Linked DNA regions of Hordeum vulgare: region 1 is linked to region 2. Evidence: chromatin contacts called from public Hi-C data. All regions are on one chromosome and are shown on one strand. Each heading gives the region's core, a stretch centred on a gene start, on an enhancer-like site or on the middle of the called end of the contact. The rest is flanking DNA. Distances are from core to core; before and after follow the strand shown.

Evidence for each region. Hi-C and Micro-C count contacts between places; a contact is called where the count stands out from the background.
Region 1: a contact with region 2 is called in a Hi-C map of leaf, with 4 times the contacts expected there. The contact joins the promoter of LOC123439256 here to the promoter of LOC123439234 in region 2. A contact is called at or near these places in 3 of 6 Hi-C or Micro-C datasets (leaf and seedling) and 1 of 1 datasets of contacts at active chromatin or transcription factors (embryo).

What each region holds. Positions count from the first base shown.
Region 1 is chr1H:383,902,412-383,905,855 of MorexV3_pseudomolecules_assembly, reverse strand. It overlaps LOC123439256 (protein ARABIDILLO 1-like), which reads right to left and starts at 1,265. Exons shown (of 13, transcript XM_045116003.1): 1 at 1-1,265. The coding sequence starts at 929.
Region 2 is chr1H:383,483,141-383,486,287 of MorexV3_pseudomolecules_assembly, reverse strand. LOC123439234 (peptide methionine sulfoxide reductase A4, chloroplastic-like) reads left to right here and starts at 1,626. Exons shown (of 2, transcript XM_045115975.1): 1 at 1,626-2,296. The coding sequence starts at 1,754. It overlaps TRNAS-GCU (a tRNA gene), which reads right to left and starts at 2,607; the gene lies at 2,526-2,607.

The DNA of each region.
Region 1 (3,444 bases), core at 16-2,515, 420 kb before region 2:
TCGACGAATTTGCAGTTAAGGGCGCATATAAGCTCGAGGGTTTTGGAGTGGGAGATTAGACGAGCAACGGCATTTGGAGAGGCATCGGTGCGGGAGACGTCAACGGCGACTAGCAAGGGAAGTTGGGCCCATGAGGCGGATGCTGTAGCCCATTTCACGCTGTAGCATCCAGCTACAGAGAGGAATCGAAGGGAGTGGATGTCACCAAGGGCAGCCTCGTCTACGGTGCCGCAGTCGAGGAACGCAACGTCCTCAAGGAGGGGGCAGTAGCGCGCCAGCGCTCCAATGGCATCAGAGTCAGCTTCACGGAGACCTGAGAGGTGGAGGCGACGGAGGCGCGAACAGCAAAGAGCGACATGGCGGAGGGCGTCGCTGGAGATGCGCTCAAGGGGGTCCGGACCGATCTGGAGGCTCTCCAGCGCCTCGTGTCGAGCGGCGAGGACTGCAAGAGTGGCGTCAGTGAGTCCCCGGCAGCCTTCGGCCACCACCTCCCGGAGGTCGCGGGCGCGGAGGGCGGAGGCCACCGCCGCGGCCGCCTCATGGCCCCTCAGCCGCAGCCGCTGCAGGCCCCCGCACCGCGAGGCCAGCGACGAGGCGACCTCGGCGTCGCAACGGTGCGCGCGTAGGTCGAGCGTGCTCCACAGGCACGGCGACGACCCGAGCCCCCTCCACGTCTGGCAGGTCGCCCCCAGGCTGGCGCGGTCGCGGTAGCTCAGCCGGCCAAACAGCTGCAGCACCGTGTCATCCGGAAGCAGCGTCCAGTCGACGGCCTCGCCGGCCACCGCCTCCCCGCCCCCATCCCCATCCCCCGCCGCCACCCAGTCCCGCGGCGGCGATGAGCCCGCCTCCACCGCCCGCCCCTCCTCCACGACCTCCTTCCCCTTCCCCTTGTCCCTGCACGTGCGCCGCCTCACCCGCCTGGTCGTCATCTCGCACCCGCCGGAACCCTAGCTCCCGCCCGCCTCACCCGCACGCCCGGCACCCCGAATCCGGCCCCGAATCAGCAATCGGCCAGCCTCCCGGCGCGAGATCGAGCTTCGGCGCGCGTACTATCAGGGCCAATCGGACCAGCTCAGGGATCCCGAGTTGGAGTAACAGGTCCGTTCGGCGGGCGGAGCAGCGGGAGGGGGGAGCTGGCGGCAGCTCCGATTCGCGACCGGATCGTCGTCGGGGAGGTGGGTGGATCCAAAGTCGGCTCGGCTCGGCTCGGACGGGGTGGTTCCCTCCCCTTTCCTCCCTCCTCCCCCCGCCCGCCTCTGTATGTAGTATGTCTCCTGCCGTGCGGTGACAGGGAAGGAAAAAGGGGAGTGGAGGAGGATGCCTGGGCCGTATATATACCGTATGTGGATACGCGCGTGCGTAGCCGCGTACGCGTATTCTTGGGCCTCCGGATACGCATACCTGTTCGGATAAAAAGAAACGTTCGAGTAGATATGCACACCGGTTCGAAAAAGGAAAAGAAAAGGAATACCCGCCACCTGGCCACACGAGGCCGCGCCATCACCACGCCATGGTGGAGCAGACAGCACTCGCACGGCCAAGGGCTACTACTCCCTGTAAATTTGAAATTAATAAACTGCTGTACAAAAACATCATATATTTGTATATGGAAGACTAGAGGTATACCCATTATATTTTCCTAGTCTCTCTTCGCCTACAGCTGCATGTAATTAATTAGTTTCCGTTTTATTTAAAACCCAATCATCTCAGCATGCAACAATTCATGCTTAATAATAGCCCAAAAATGCTACACCTACGAACTGTTTACGAAGAGCTACGTAAACCTTCCATCCATAACCAATCGCCCCCTCCTCCTTGATTTTCACTGGGTGGGGGCAATAATGCTACGTCTACGGACGAATTCCTACGGGCGGAGGCCACGGACTGATGTGGCGCAATGCTGTGAAAATAGAATGTGTGTTTTCCGAAGGTTTTGTTGACCCTAGCCAACTGCACGAGCCCACGTTCATGTCCGTAACATCAGTCCGTAAAATCTTTCCGTAGGTGTAGCATTATTCGGGTGGGGGGCCTTCCTTTTTTTTCAATCGAACGTTTCCACCTAAGCCTGTTGGTAAGATGACTGTGATTGCATGTAATTCATTAGCCTAGTCCACGACAACCATCCCTCGTCCAAACCTCAACTAAATCAATTGCCTTAGCCTTGTCTAGCCACACTCAAATCATGTCAAATCTTATCAAAATATAGAATATGGGATGTGAGGTATATGTTGGGACACGATCGTTGTTGAACCATCGAATGTGTATGTCTCAGTTGTAACACGTGGGCAACTAGCTAGCGCCTTCAAAATGACACATATCACACTTGACATAATTGTTCATGACGTGACCGTGTCACTCCATGATCGATTTTATGGGAATCCCACCCCCCCCCCTCTTTTGTCGCACCGTCGATGGCCATGGTGAGGCATCTCTCTCTCTCTCATTCTCTCTCTCTCTTGTGGATGGCGGTCCAGCTCTACACACTTTCATGGATGTGCTTTGGTTTGTGCGAGTGGCATAGCCCCACTCGCATTGCACCCTCGAAATTTAGGTGGGCGTGGATAGATCTGACTCATTGGCGGCGTGACGAGTTTTGTAGCGGCTCTCGTGTGAAGCTTGTGCATTTGCAACATTGGAGGTTTGCATGGCAAAGGGATGTAAAGATAGTGTTGGGATGTGTGTGGTTGTGGGTTATGTTGCTTTGTGCGGCTCTTGTGGACCATAAGTGTGGTGGCGCTCATGGGCATTGTTTTCCTTGTTTGGAGGCGTCATTGAGAAGATTTACGACCTATTCCACACATAACCATATGTTTGGTCTTCATGTGAAAACCTAGGATCTAGCTTTGTCGGATATAACGTTGATGTCGTGTCTTACTCGCTATCTCATTGGAGGGTTGTCTTCGAAGACTTCCATCCCTTTTTAACATTCCATATGGGTTGGACACATGCGTCATTCGGTTGGCGAGAGATCGACAGATGATGTTGATTAGTGTCGTGGCGACTTGTGTGGCAAAGATGATGACCTATGACGTTTGGGTCATGACAAGGGTTGCGTGGTTGGCTCTGTGGCGTGTTTCATGGATTTATGTGCCCTTTTCTTTGTGTCACGATGGAGTCATAACTCTTGGCATCATCCAAGCGACTACGGTGATGATGTGACAGACGGATATGTCGCGTCGATTGGATTGACGCAAGTTTTACTTGTCATGCCTTCCAAGCTGACCATCAAAATCACCACGTGTGTTTCAAGGTGGGGAAGGCTTGCATGTATGGGTTCAGTACATTCGTCCGAATGAACAAATGGATTTATAATTTATTCGGGTTCTACCTAATTAACAAGTCATTATTTTTAAAATGAAGAAATAATGATGAACCAACCTGTGATTGGATGGTTAGAGGGACTATGGTATTCTCAGTCCACCTCGATTCAAATCATATTACTCG
Region 2 (3,147 bases), core at 377-2,876:
CGAAACTGCTTGCGCGTGCCCGGTCAAATCTCCCGAAGGCTCGCCGTTCGTCTACAATTTTGCTCTTTCATTCATGGAGCCTCCAGATTCTATGCCCAGTGGACAGTGACTGAAATCGGACTCATCGCTGTCCGGGTCGTTGTTTCATGACCGAACGTGATGCTTTTGACGAACAGCAGCCAGCACTATGTTTCATTCATTAGTAATAAGACCGGCAGAGCCGGGAAGTTACAATGAGAAATAGGATAAGATGAAGAAGCCACTACTAAATGTGATGTGACGATGACTTTTACAGCATGGTGCTCAATGAAATTCACTCTTTTATTGCGGTGGAAGTGATGTGACGATGACTTTTACAGCATGGTGCTCAATGAAATTCACTCTTTTATTGCGGTGGAAGTGAGACAGTTTATGCAAATTTGATGGGTTCTGAAACAGGCGATAGAGCAACTTCAACGGGGTGACTCATTTTGTTCCCGTTCGTTTGTTTGGGTCCGCGCATATATAAAAGACGGCCCAATGCGTTGATTCAAATGGACGCGTTTCCGCTTTTCGTCCGTCCGCCAATCCATTTTCGGTCTAATTTTGAGCCTGATTTGGATCGATGTGGATACAAAACGGACGCGGACGACGCACGCTTCTATCATTCCCTGGCCCGTCAGGCACATTGGTCGTTCTCCACCCCCATCTAGCCCTCGCCTCGTTTCGCCCCCAGTTCCTTCGCTGTCGTTGCCGACGCCGCCCAGTTCCGGCTGCGTCCTCCCATACCGCGGCCTACCCACACCGCCGGCTGCAGTGTCGCCGGGGCACCGCAGCTTCCCCGACCCCAACACGCCGTCGCGGGTCAGCTTCGTCGTCCACGTCCGCAAGTTGTTCGACAGTTTGCCTTAAGGTACAAAATGGACTGCGTCGAGGAGTTTTTTTTTCATAATGTTCTGTGCGACTCCGATGATTCCTCATTCAACGATCAGGAGATGCTGCTTGTCTTGTTGGCCATGATCATATTAATAGGCAACAGACGTTGTTTCGGGGCTCGATTCCAGGGCATGTTCCGGCGATGAATTGCAAGATGATTTGGTTGAGCATATGTGAGATCATGCTGGCAATTTCATTTTTATTGGGCTTGAAAAACTTTGCTATATTTTATTTTTAATTGTGAAACTATGCTATATCATTTGTTGTTGTAAAATATGCAAAATATCTGTATTTGTTCAAAAACCGATGGCTAGCCGGCCAGACGAACAAATATGAGTCAAAGTGTTGGACGCGCTGCCGATCCAAATTATAACCCAAACAGACACGAAGCCGACGCACGAACCAAACGGACGAAAAACAGACAAAATCATTGTTCGTTTGGATCGGCCGGTTTGGTTGCTTAAAAAAAGTACGATTTCGATTAAGGCATTGTTCGGTTGTTTGAGAATTGAAGGGGTTTGGAGGGGGTTGGGAGGGATTAAATCCCCTATAAGTCAAATTTTATTTCAATCCCTTCAATCTTCTTCAATCCCCTTTTTATTGAGATTAACCGAACAAGCCCTAAGCGGGTGAAACCCGCGAACCCGGTCCGACAAGCAGGACACCATCGGCAACAAGGCAATGCGAGGATTGGAAGGGCAGCGAGCAAGGAGGACGTGGATGGAGAAAAGAAAAGAGCACCAACCAACCAAAACGACGCAACGCAAACGCAACCGGGACTGAGTGAGGCGACGAAGCTTCTGGGCCACGCCGCCACAAAAGGCAAGGGAAAGCCTCGATGCCTCCCCTCCTCACCTCACCCGCCTCCCTCTCCTCCTCCCCGCTCCGCCTCGCCTCCCGCCTCGGCGGCGCCGCCCTCCGCCCCGCCTCCTCCTCCTCCCGCCACCGCCGCTTCCTCGCCCCCACCCAAACCGCGGCGCGGGGCGCCACCACCACCGGCGGCGGCGGGTTCGCGGCGATGAGCTGGCTGGGGAAGCTGGGGCTGGGGGGCGGGGGAAGCCCGCGCGCGTCGGAGGCGTCGGCGGCGCTGGCGCAGGGGCCCGACGAGGACAAGCCGGCGCCCGGGAACGAGTTCGCCCAGTTCGGGGCCGGCTGCTTCTGGGGCGTGGAGCTGGTGTTCCAGCGCGTGCCTGGGGTCACCCGCACCGAGGTCGGATACAGCCAGGGCGCCTTCCACGACCCCACCTACGAGGACGTCTGCACCGGCGCCACCGGCCACAACGAGGTCGTCCGCGTCCAGTACGACCCCGCCGCCTGCAAGTTCGACGACCTCCTCGACACCTTCTGGGCGCGCCACGACCCTACCACGCCCAATCGTCAGGTCCGTTGCGACTCCGCCGCACAGCCCTGATTGCTCATCCCCTCAATTTCGCTGTTGATTCCTTTTCTGTGGTTCAGGAGTTGGGGGGAATTTCTGCACATTAGAAATTTGTTGCTACTCAGAAAATATGTTTGAGATTTTTTTTTGGAAATTGCTTAGTTAATTCTCTAGACAGAAACAATTTATTTCGAAATTGACAAACAGAAAACGGACAAAAAAAATTAATAATCGTCGCCTGAGAGATTCGAACTCTCGCGGGGAAACCCCATGTACTTAGCAGGCACACGCCTTAACCACTCGGCCAAAGCGACGCTTGTGTTCTTCCTGTCATCAGTTCTACACAGCCAGATGTAAGCTAAACACATGCACTGTACACTCATTATCGGACTTTTTTTATAATAACGGATTTAGGCAACCTTAATACAGAGTTGTTAGTGCACTTGTGTTACAAACCGATGTGTACAGCCTGCGATTGTGTGTATAGTAGAGGTCTGCAAACTTGTTGCCCACCCTTTACATTTTGAGCTGAATAGGCATAAAACCAGCCACCGGCATTGTTCCTAACACTCTTCAGTGGTTAGTACCACAGTGACAGTGGTATTGTCATTTGCGCAGTTTTGCGTTAAGCTAATCAGTGTTATGAGAGTGGTGGTAATCTTGGCCGTAAGGCTCAGCTGCAGAATCCATTTGGTATGAAGACACCATGACTGATCAGTCATTATACCTGTTGGTGCCCTTTGTTAAGTGGAGTATATTTTAAACTAGCCCGTAGCCTTTTGAACTATAGTACAGAAGCTTTTCAACCTCTGATTTGAACTTACTTGAAGCTCATTTGATTGCAAGCAACGGAA